Regions from separate parts of the Mus musculus genome. Here region 2 is linked to region 1. Evidence: chromatin contacts called from public HiChIP or PLAC-seq data. All regions are on one chromosome and are shown on one strand. Each heading gives the region's core, a stretch centred on a gene start, on an enhancer-like site or on the middle of the called end of the contact. The rest is flanking DNA. Distances are from core to core; before and after follow the strand shown. Region 1 has its middle 66 kb from the start of Myo10. Region 2 overlaps Myo10 (myosin X).

The links. HiChIP or PLAC-seq counts read pairs in DNA pulled down with a chosen protein or histone mark.
Region 2: an H3K27ac HiChIP or PLAC-seq map of extraembryonic endoderm stem cells shows a contact between it and region 1. The contact joins two enhancer-like sites. A contact is called at or near these places in 1 of 15 datasets of contacts at CTCF or cohesin (the NIH/3T3 cell line), 1 of 484 Hi-C or Micro-C datasets (extraembryonic endoderm stem cells) and 2 of 115 datasets of contacts at active chromatin or transcription factors (embryonic stem cells and extraembryonic endoderm stem cells).

What each region holds. Positions count from the first base shown.
Region 1 is chr15:25,554,299-25,559,608 of GRCm38.p6, forward strand. No RefSeq gene overlaps it. Among named protein-coding and RNA genes, the nearest start is that of Myo10, 66 kb to the right of the region's middle. Within about 2 kb of position 2,118, at least 14 of the 459 cell types and tissues checked have an H3K27ac peak or open chromatin away from gene starts, as enhancers often do. A contact at or near this core is called in extraembryonic endoderm stem cells, where this site is marked.
Region 2 is chr15:25,733,902-25,739,211 of GRCm38.p6, forward strand. Myo10 (myosin X) reads left to right here. Exons shown (of 41, transcript NM_019472.2): 11 at 87-205; 12 at 2,045-2,191; 13 at 2,500-2,600; 14 at 2,694-2,760; 15 at 3,549-3,641; 16 at 4,056-4,124. Among named protein-coding and RNA genes, the nearest start is that of Retreg1, 110 kb to the right of the region's middle. Within about 2 kb of position 2,755, at least 5 of the 459 cell types and tissues checked have an H3K27ac peak or open chromatin away from gene starts, as enhancers often do. A contact at or near this core is called in extraembryonic endoderm stem cells, where this site is marked.

The DNA of each region.
Region 1 (5,310 bases), core at 868-3,367:
ATCAGGCCATGTTGACAGATTTCAACTCCTGGTGTCCCACAGGCCATGAATTTTCTGGAAACATGACAGAGAAAGGACAGTCCATAATCCTAAGGGAAATTCTTAAGGGGAAGTGAAGTTTAAATTTAAGATATTAATCAAAATTGGAAATGATGTGTGCTAGAGTGTTAGGAGAAGGCCACGGTGTCAATGTGACTCTAGTAGCTGTCACACACAGGCTCAAGTGGCCCTTCAGAGCTGCATGACCAGAGCTCTTGATAACGATTTTGTGGGAGGTGGTAGCGGTGCTTTGCTGTAGGGCGCATGGACCGTGCTACCAGATGGCCATGGGATTGGTGAGGTGGAGCGTGCTCAAACCCTGTGAATCTCAGAGATTTGAGACAGAGTAGGGCTGCTCCCTCCCTGCCTCCAAGCCTGCTCTGGAGCATGTAACCACGGGCAATCAGTCACGTAGCACAACTGGCCCACTTCTCCATGAGGCATCCCAATAGTCTTAGCCTTCAGCCCATCCCTTCCTGGGTATTCTCACGCCGTCCCTCCAAATTATATAATCCCCGATTCACCCTGAATAAATTATTCATGTGCATTCATATTACCCACTCCCAATAAAGAACTGCAAACAAGCTAAGATCATCTCGGAGAGCTGTTTCCTTAAAGATCGCCAAGGGGAAGGCCTTTGCCTAAAGGAGCCATAACACCAAGACTCCCGAAGAAGGCCATCTCTCTTCTCCTGCCCTCAGGCAGGCTCTACTCCCAACCAGATGGGATCCTGCTGGTTCCATCCCTGCTCTTCCTTCCTGGCTGGAGTCCAGCAGCACTCTGACGTCCCAAAGGGAAACCTGGCCTGCGGATCTCGGACCTCGGTCCTGGACTTTGCCCTACCCTCCCTGAGCCAGGGTATTGGTTTTGCCCGGAACCACCAGAGGAGATGCAGAACACAGGGCCACACTGTGGAACTTTGTGAATTCAGGAACACTACTGGGATGGTGCTGAAAAAGATTAAGACGATGATGACGATGATGACGACAATGATGATGATGTTGGCTTGTGTTAAATGTAGCAGGTCGAGGGAAAGACTTAGTGGTATTGTTTTATCTGCACAGGCACGAGGACCTGAGTTATTATCCCAGCACTCATGAAGATCTGAGTTTGATTTCCATCCCTGTGCCAAGAATCTCATAACTGCCTGTAATTGCAGTTCCAAAGTGTCTGATACCATTTTCTGATCTCTGTGGGGACTTACACACATGTTACATACACACTTACAGGCACAAAGACACATAGACACAAATAAAAATAAAACATTTTAAAAAGTCTGTGTAAGAGAAAAATTGTGATAATGCCATGTTAGCTGGCTTGGATTCACTTAATGTGATGATTTCCAGATCCATTCACCTGTCGCAAACAACATAATAGTGTCCCTTGGTGACCAAATATGCATGTGAATACATAAATAAGCATACATGTCTGTCTGTATGTATGTATATTAATTTTTTTCCTCTCTTTTTCCCTCCCTTTCTCCCCTATCTTCTTGCTCTACCCTCTGTAGCAACTCAGACAAAAGCCTATTTAGTTTGATTCTTTAGCTTCTACCAACAGACTTGTCCAGATAGCAAAAGGCCATTCAAGTTCCCTTCTGCCCTGGTCAGTCCCCTGTGACGTGGGTATAAGTCATTCAATCCATGGGTCAAAAGTGAAGATATCTAATCTCATGGCTCACAGGAGGAGGAACCCAGGGTGGGGAGGAGGTAGGAATGTGGGACCATCCTTGCTGACACTGTGTTGACCTCCCCCACCCCCAGCCCCGCCAGGAGGTGGGATCACAAGCCTATTGTATTACTTCAAAGGAGAGAGCTGGAATGAGGATGTTGATCTACCAGCAAAGAAAGCCAAGACCCCTCCTCACCCTGTGATCTTTCCTCTCCTACCTCAAATTTTTAAAAAAGGTTTGTCTGTAAACTCTCTCCATTCCCAAGCAAGGACTGATAACAAAGATGAGGCAATTCATTGGTCTACACGGAAGCATTCAGAGGAGAAAGGTGTACACAGCTGTACACGGATTCTTCTCGTCCCTGAGGCCATAAGAGAGACACCTTTTAAGGAAGTTAGCTTGTCCTTTCGTTATAGAAAGTCTCTGTGGTTTCAAAATAGCTTAGCAATCTTTATAGAGCATGGTCTATCCTTGTGGGATAGATGAGACCATTTTTAATTTCCATTTCGCAAACATAGAAACTGAGGTACAAAGTGGTCCAACTGCTTGGGCTGTCTGAGTACAATGCCAATCCAAGCTATCTGGACTCTCAGCTCAGGACCAGGGCACTCGCAATAGGCCCTCACACTTCAGAGGAATTTTTTAAGTGTCACCCTGCCCCCCCCCCGCCCCCGTACTTCATCTTTTCCAGGAGGATGGCATCTTGTCCCTCCACCAATGGTTTCCAGAAGTCTTCGTGACTCAGAACAGAATAAACATTTGTGGAATGAATAAACAAGAATCCTGGGGTAGCCTCTCTGGACAGAATTAACTGCTTCCCCATCCAGTTCCTTTCCCTGCTTGGGTTAAGACTGCTTCTCTTCAGGTAAGAAGAAGAGGAAGGGCTTGGGTGTGTCCTCAGAGTGTAAGCTGAGGTACGCTCTTCCGTGCTGCTTTAGGGTCCTGTCAGAAAGCTCCAGGGCTTCTAAGCAAACCCCAGTGAACAATGGAGATTTCTCCCAGTAAGCGTTGGAGATTTTATTCCTTCATTCTGCTGCTTCTTATTTATTTTCTGTATACATAACCCCTTCCAGGATCTCATGGTGGGCAAGGGGCAGGGTGCTTTAGGTGTTCTATTTGTCAATCAACATATCATCACTTAAGGCACTTTAAATATTGCCCTTGGGACACCCCAAACACAATTCTTTTCAGTAAGTTTGGTTTATTATTATTATCATTATTATTATTGCTGTTTTTTGTTTGGTTGGTTGGCTGGGTTTTGGTTTTGGTTTTGGTTTTGGTTTTGGTTTTGGTTTTGGTTTTGGTTTTTTAAGACAGGGTGACTCATGTAGCACTGTCCTGGAACTCACTCTGAAGAACAGGCTGGCCTCAAACTCACAGATCTGTCTGCCTCTGCCTCCCTAATGCTGGGAATAAAGTCATGTGCCACCACTCCCAGCTCAGATTAGCATATGCATACATACATACATACATATACATATACATGTACATATATGTGTGTATACAAGTACTCATGATACTATCCCTCACTACCCTTACCAATTAACCTTTCCTACAATATTTACCTCCATTTGAAACATTGTATCTTTTTCCATTTTACTTTCTATAAGATCTTCCTCCCCCACTGCTCTAGTGCCTGTCCCACAAGGACAAGGAAGAGAACAGGCTTTGTCCTGTTATCGATTACTCCATATCGTACAGAAAAGCAGCTGTGCTGTGTCCTGCCCAGAGTGACTCCATTATATAAAGTAACATTCGCTCGGTTCTATTCTGAGTGCATGTGCCAAGTGATAATATAAGTAAACATCTCCATCCGCCTAGCTCGTGCTGTGACACAGGCCGATGAATAACTTATTTATGCAAAGCAAAAATCACCATTTATGAACTTACAGATTAAATTGCACACCCCGGACACATGGGCATGATAAAATTATATCAAAGAAACTAGATTCTTTGTGTTAATTGTCTGTGGCAAGGGACCCAACGGAAACACCTGAGAAAAGGGAAGACTTCTACCAGCTCACTGCTTCAGAGGACCCCAGCTCCTCATGTGGGAAGACTTAGGGTCAGAAGCAGATAAGTCCATGATGCTAGGAGCATGTGGTGGTTTACTTCATGGCTGACCAGGAACCTGAAAGCTGAGGCTAGAGCTAGAAATGGATGTGACCTTCAAAGGCTCAGCCCTACATCATAAAGACTACACAGACTCCCAAACAGTACCACCAGCTCCGGAGCCAGTATTCAAACATATGGGCTTGGGTGGGATGCGGGGGGGGGGGGGGGGCAGCATTTTGCTTCCAAACAAAGCAGATCAACAAATGATAAAAATCCCTTCATACAAAAGGAAGGAACACAAAACACTAGGACAAAGTGACGTCATCAGGTCCTAGGGTTGACAGGCGTCCAACTCCAGACTCTGTCCCCAGGGCTTTGGCTCACAATGATTCTCCCAGCTGAAAATGGTCAAACACAACTGTGTCTAATCTGAACCGTTGGGCCTTGAGCTAGCTGGGTGCTTTGAAGCACCTCCAGGCTTTAAACCTGCGCTGTTCCTCACCCGACTGCTTCGGCAATCCTTTGCCAGGCCAAGTTGTGCTCATGGTCTTAATTCTTACTTAAGCCTCTGTAGTTGACTCTTGGAAACTTTTATCAGCTCTCTGTCTCTGTCTTCAGGAAAGCCCCTTTGAACCTTATTGCTGCTTTAACCCTGTTTTAGCTTTTCTGCTACTTAGCTGTCGATGTGTGATGTATAACAGGTTATGAGTTCATAATCAGAGTTGCATCCGTGATGGAATTAAATCGACTGTCATTGGACAGTGGTCATGAGTGCCAGGTGAAAGAAGAATTGGGCAACTTAAAGCCAGCAAATGATACAGCTTGAAGTTGTTGTCGTTTGATAAATTCAGCCATTATAGAGAGACACACATGTCCATCTACATCATTGATAGTCACAGACTATATGGGAAGCCTTAAAGCAGTATGTTTTACCACTGCCATTCCACAAAGCACACTCTCTGCTTAGCATGTGTGTAAGTGTATACAATTTACCTCATTGAATTATTTGAGTTCTGTTTTAGTTTTCTTCGGTGTTGCTGTGATTAAACATTGACCCAAAGCAACTTGGAAGAGGAAAGGATTACTGGGCTTCCAGGGATGTGAAGGTAGGAACCTAACCGCAGGAACCATAGAGAGATGCTGCGTGTCGGCTGGCTTCCTCTGGCTTGCTCAGCCTGCTTTCTCATACAGGTCAGGTCCACCGTCCTGGGATGGCACTTCTTACGTGAGCTGGGGAAATGCTCCACAGACATGCCCGCGAGCCAATCTGACGGAGGCAGTTTCTCATTTAGATTTGCCTCTTCCCAGGTCTGTCTAGATTGGTGCTAACTTGATAAAAGCTAACCAGCACAGGTTATAAAGCCGTGAGTTTTATTGGTTTGTTTTTTTTTAATAATAAGAAATATTTGGTTCTCCTACGTGAAAAGAATGTTAAACGTGCGTGTACACTAACAGTTTGTTGACAACTAATGGCTTCTGGGAAATAGATATTGTGTCAGTTAATAATTTTTGGCCCATTGCTCAGAAGAGATCCCCTAACCTGA
Region 2 (5,310 bases), core at 1,505-4,004, 180 kb after region 1:
TGGTTAGATTTGATGCCAGCTGAGGTCCAGCATCCGGTGTGTTTGAGGAACTGTGAGTTCACCGGTGCCTCCTCCTTCACTTTCAGCTTTGGGTAGGTCTGCGGACTTGCTTGGGCTGGACCCAACGCAGCTCACAGATGCACTGACCCAGAGATCCATGATCCTCAGGGGAGAAGAGATCCTGACGCCTCTCAGTGTCCAGCAGGTATGACCCTCCTGCCCTCAGTGCCATTGAAACTTGCCTCAAAGACAGCCTGGGGCTTGCCATGACTTTACTGTGCACATGTGATCCCAGTGAGGCATCCACATGACTGGCTCATGGGCCAAATAGAAAAGAAACCCAAGTTTGGGAGATAGGGGAAGTTGTTCTGTAAGTGACAGGGGAGCAAAGCTCTGATGTGCTCGGGTCTGACACAGGCCGGCTGAGACTGTGCGCTGATCCTTCCACATAAGGCTGTCAGTTCTTGGGAAATGTGTTCACTGTGCCTCGTTCCCTCTTCCGTAAGCCAAGGATGGTTATATCTAATTCACAGGATTCTCATGAGGATAAAAAATAATAATAATAAGCCAAATACTTGCTATAAGTACTTAGCGTCTGCTGCAGAGTCAGCACTCAGTTAAAGTGAGCTGTGAAAGTTATCCTCACTATACTTGAGCACCGCAAAGCACTGTTACTGTTCTTTGCCTCTGCTAAACCTTGATGAGCCCCCCTAATCTTCCTTCTTGGTTGTCCTTACAATTATCTTCTTGTGTGTGCCTGGCACTCCCGGGTGGAAGGCAGAGGATACACTGTGGGAGTTGATCTTCTCCACGTGCTTTCTGGGGATTGACACCAGGATTGTCGGGCTGGGTGTTCAGACAGCTGTCCCCACGGAGCCGTATCGCCTGCCCTTTCTGATTTAACTATCTCCTTTTTTTCTTTTTGAGATAGCTTCTCACTATGTAGTCCTGGCTGACCTGGCATGCTTTATGTAGACCAGGAAGGCCTTGAATGCTTGCCTCTACCTCCCTTATATTGAGATGTAAAGACATATTCCAACACACCTGGCCTAATCTTTCTTTAAAAAAAAAAGATTTATTTATTTATTTTATGTATATGAGTATACTGTAACTATATAGATGGTTGTGAGACATCATATAGTTGCTGGGAATTGAACTCAGGACCTCTGCTTGCTCCAGCCCAAAGATTTATTTATTATACGTAAGTACACTGTAGCTGTCCTCAGATGCACCAGAAGAGGGCGTCAGATCTCATTACGGATGGTTGTGAGCCACTATGTGGTTGTTGGGATTTGAACTCAGGACCATGGGAAGAACAGTCAGTGCTCTTAACCGCTGAACCATCTGTCCAGCACCTAATCTGTTACCCCATAAGGAAAAGAACCTTTATGAGTAAAAAAATTAAGAAAATAATTTTAAAACTAGGTTTTAATATTTTAAACCTAATTTTTTGTTTGTTTTGTTTTTCGAGACAGGGTTTCTCTGTGTAGCCCTGGCTGTCCTGGAACTCACTTTGTAGACCAGGCTGGCCTCGAACTCAGAAATCCGCCTGTCTCTGCCTCTCGAGTGCTGGGATTAGAGGCATGAGCCACCACGCCCAGTTTAAACCTAATTTTAATTTAAACCTAAATAATATATGATATATATATATATATACACACACACACACACATATACATATATACATACATATATATACATTCAATGTCAACTATGCAAATAGGCATATATGTACATATATATATGTGTGTGTGTGTGTGTGTGTGTGTGTATAGACACATACATAATACACACACACACACACACACACACACACATCCATTATATAGATCTGGAGCCCCTTCTATTACTGGACATGTGAAGTTGAGTTTGGACGGCAGGTCTTTATGAATGGATCTGTCAAGGCAGTATGTAGGTCTGACCTTTCTTTTATTTCCCTGGAAGACATTGATTCACTTAGCCATGGGAACCAAATCTTTCCCACAGTGGGGCGGGATGGGCCGGTTGGTTATGCCTTCCGCCATGGCCTTCTCTCCCCTTCCAGGCCGTAGATAGCAGAGACTCATTGGCCATGGCACTTTATGCTCGCTGCTTTGAGTGGGTGATCAAGAAGATCAACAGCCGGATCAAAGGCAAAGACGACTTCAAATCCATCGGCATCCTTGACATCTTCGGATTTGAAAACTTCGAGGTATGCACGGGCGCAGAGAGCGGGACAAGCAGGCAGGCGCCTTCTGTTCAGAAGCCACTCTTCCCCACGTTTCTTTGTTGTTGTTGTCTTGTTGTTGTTGTTGTTGTTGTTTTTGTTTTCGAGACAGGGTTTCTCTGTATAGTCGTGGCTGTCCTGGAACTCACTTTGTAGACCAGACTGGTCCACCCGTTCTTAGAGCAGCCATGGATGGCTTTCCCAGAACATTTCTCTTCTCTCCTGGCCCTTTGTCCTTTTTCTACACACTATTAGGGGTCCTGAAGAACTTACTCCCTGTATCTCACCCTTAGGTTAACCACTTTGAGCAGTTCAATATCAACTATGCAAATGAAAAGCTTCAGGAATACTTCAACAAACACATTTTTTCCTTAGAACAACTAGAATATAGCAGGTAAGCACACAAGAGTCCACTCCAAAAGACAATTGTTTTTTAAAAATCAGTAAGCAAATCTTGATTTCATGTGGCCTTCTCTTCTTCCCGCAGGGAGGGATTGGTGTGGGAAGATATTGACTGGATAGACAATGGAGAATGTCTAGACCTGATCGAGAAGGTAATGGGTAACTGGAGAATGAATGCTCGCAGTCCCCAGGGAGTCCAGCTGGGCGGGTTCATGTTTATGGGAACAAAATAACTTGTGCAAACATGCACATCAAAGATGAGAATGTGGAGAACACAATGGGCCATTTGGAAACGTGAACGCCAATGCACCATGAGGTTGAATGTAACCACTTGGCTGCTTCCAGCCTATTGTTTCATTGAGCTCAGTATTTTAGAATCTGTGTGTGTGTGTGTGTGTGTGTGTGTGTGTGTGTGTGTGTGTGTGTGTGTGTGTGAAGTAGCCTCTGTGAGGTCCTAAGTGCCAGCAAAGCCTTGTAGACTGGTCGACTGGCCGGTTGTAAAAGTTTAACCATAACGTTTCAATGGCTTCCATTTTTGAAAAGTCCTATATAGAAGTTCATTGCTAGCCGGGAGTGGTAGCATACGCCTTTAATCCCAGCACTCGAGAGACAGAGGCAGAAGCAGGCGGCTTTCTGAATTTGAGGGCAGCCTGGTCTACAAAGTGAGTTCCAGGACAGTCAGGGCTATACAGAGAAACCCTGTCTCGAAAACAAACAAACAAATAAACAAACAAAAATGAAGTTCATTGCTTTTCTCTGTGCTGTACCATTCTGAATCTTTTAAGCCCCCAAAACGGCAGTGAAGTTTCTCTTTTAAGTATTGACTTGCTAGGAGACGGAATTGGTTGGCTAGGAGGTAGAATGGGTTGGCGCTCTGAAGTGGTTTAAAAGACAAGGCATTCCACACTTAATTCATTCAACCGTTTTCTCTTCCCTGTAGAAACTTGGCCTCCTCGCCTTGATCAATGAAGAGAGCCATTTTCCTCAAGCCACAGACAGCACTTTGTTGGAGAAGCTACACAGTCAGCATGCTGTAAGTCAAACCCCGCCGGCCCTTGGGTTTTGTCTAAGCAGCAGATGAGAGCATTAAGATGACGAGCCCTCTTCTATGCCTCCCACATGAATGTTCTCTGTCTCTTAAGCTGGAGTTGCCCTCTCCCTTCCTTACTAGACCTATACTGAAAAAAGTTCGCTTTTGGGGCACCTGCACAGAGTATACCCAAGTTTATTTATTTCATAAGTGGGGAACCGAACTGTTCAACCTATTGTCATGAAAGAGTTGAGAGCAATGGTTTGGAGGCCATCCCTTGCCAGATGCCAAAACTCGGATGATATTCGCCTAGCTTTCCAGTGATTGCCTTGTGTTAAATGTGGATTTTTCTAGAAGTCAAAAGGGAATCAAGGAGTAAAACAAAGCTTTTATGTTTTTGTTTTTTTTTAACATTAGAATAACCACTTTTATGTGAAACCCCGCGTTGCAGTCAACAATTTTGGCGTGAAGCATTATGCAGGAGAGGTAATATCTTCTTCAGATGTTATTGAGGGCTGGGGCTTAGTTGCCAGTGTACTTACTAGAAATACAAAAACACCTTTGCTTGATACCAAATACCACATACACCAGGCATGGTGATGTATACCTGTAACTCCAGGGTAGCGGAAGCAGGAAGATCAGAAGGTAAAGGTTATAGAAATGACAAATACAACTCTCATCTCAACGGGGAAAGAGGAAGTTTTAAGTCAAATATGCATGACCATTCCTAGGAACCCCAAGCATAAGGTTCCAATATAGTAACAGTTTCATGACATTTTATAGTGCCACAACAGAGAAGGTCATAGAGACACTCTTCAGATACATGGATGAGAGCCCCAGGTAGGGGAGGTACAGCAAAGAAAGCAGAAATCCTCTGCTGCCGACCTCAGAGGACACCCTTAAGCTCTCTTCTTGGTGGAAGCTAGTGGTCTCTTAAATAAACGCATCCCAAAACATTTCATGGGATAGTCACAAGAACATTAGGTTACACACAGAGAGGATAATGGATATTCAAGAAGCCAAGAAGCCAGGCGGTGGTGGCGCATGTCTTTAATCCCAGCACTTGGGATGCAGAGGCAGGCAGATTTCTGAGTTTGAGGCCAGCCTGGACTACAAAGTGAGTTCCAGGACAACCAGGGCTATACAGAGAAACCCTGTCTCGAAAAAACCAAACCAACCAACCAAACAAACAAACAAAAGAGGCCAAGATAGTCCAAGACAATTAGTAATTAGGTACGCCCCTACCTATAACTTGCTAACTCTTCCCAGTCACTAAAGTTCTACTTAGCCTTTGTAGAAAGGCCAAGCAGGTACATTGTCTTCTTTCTGGGAGCTTTGTCCACAGTCAGAAATTCAAGGTCATTCTTGCCTATAGAGGTAAGTGTGAGGTGACTCTGTGCTGCATGAGACCAACATACATGCATGCATGCATGCATGCATACATACATACATAGATGCAAAAAAGGATAGATAGATAGATAGATAGATAGATGATAGATAGATAGATAGATAGATAATAGATAGATGATAGATACAAGAACAGGATAGATAGATTGATTGATTGATTGATAGTTGATAGATGGATAGACATAGATAGATGATGGGTGGATGGATAGATGATGGATAGATGCAAGAACAGGATGTTTATTGATGTTTGCTTACTTGGTCCTCA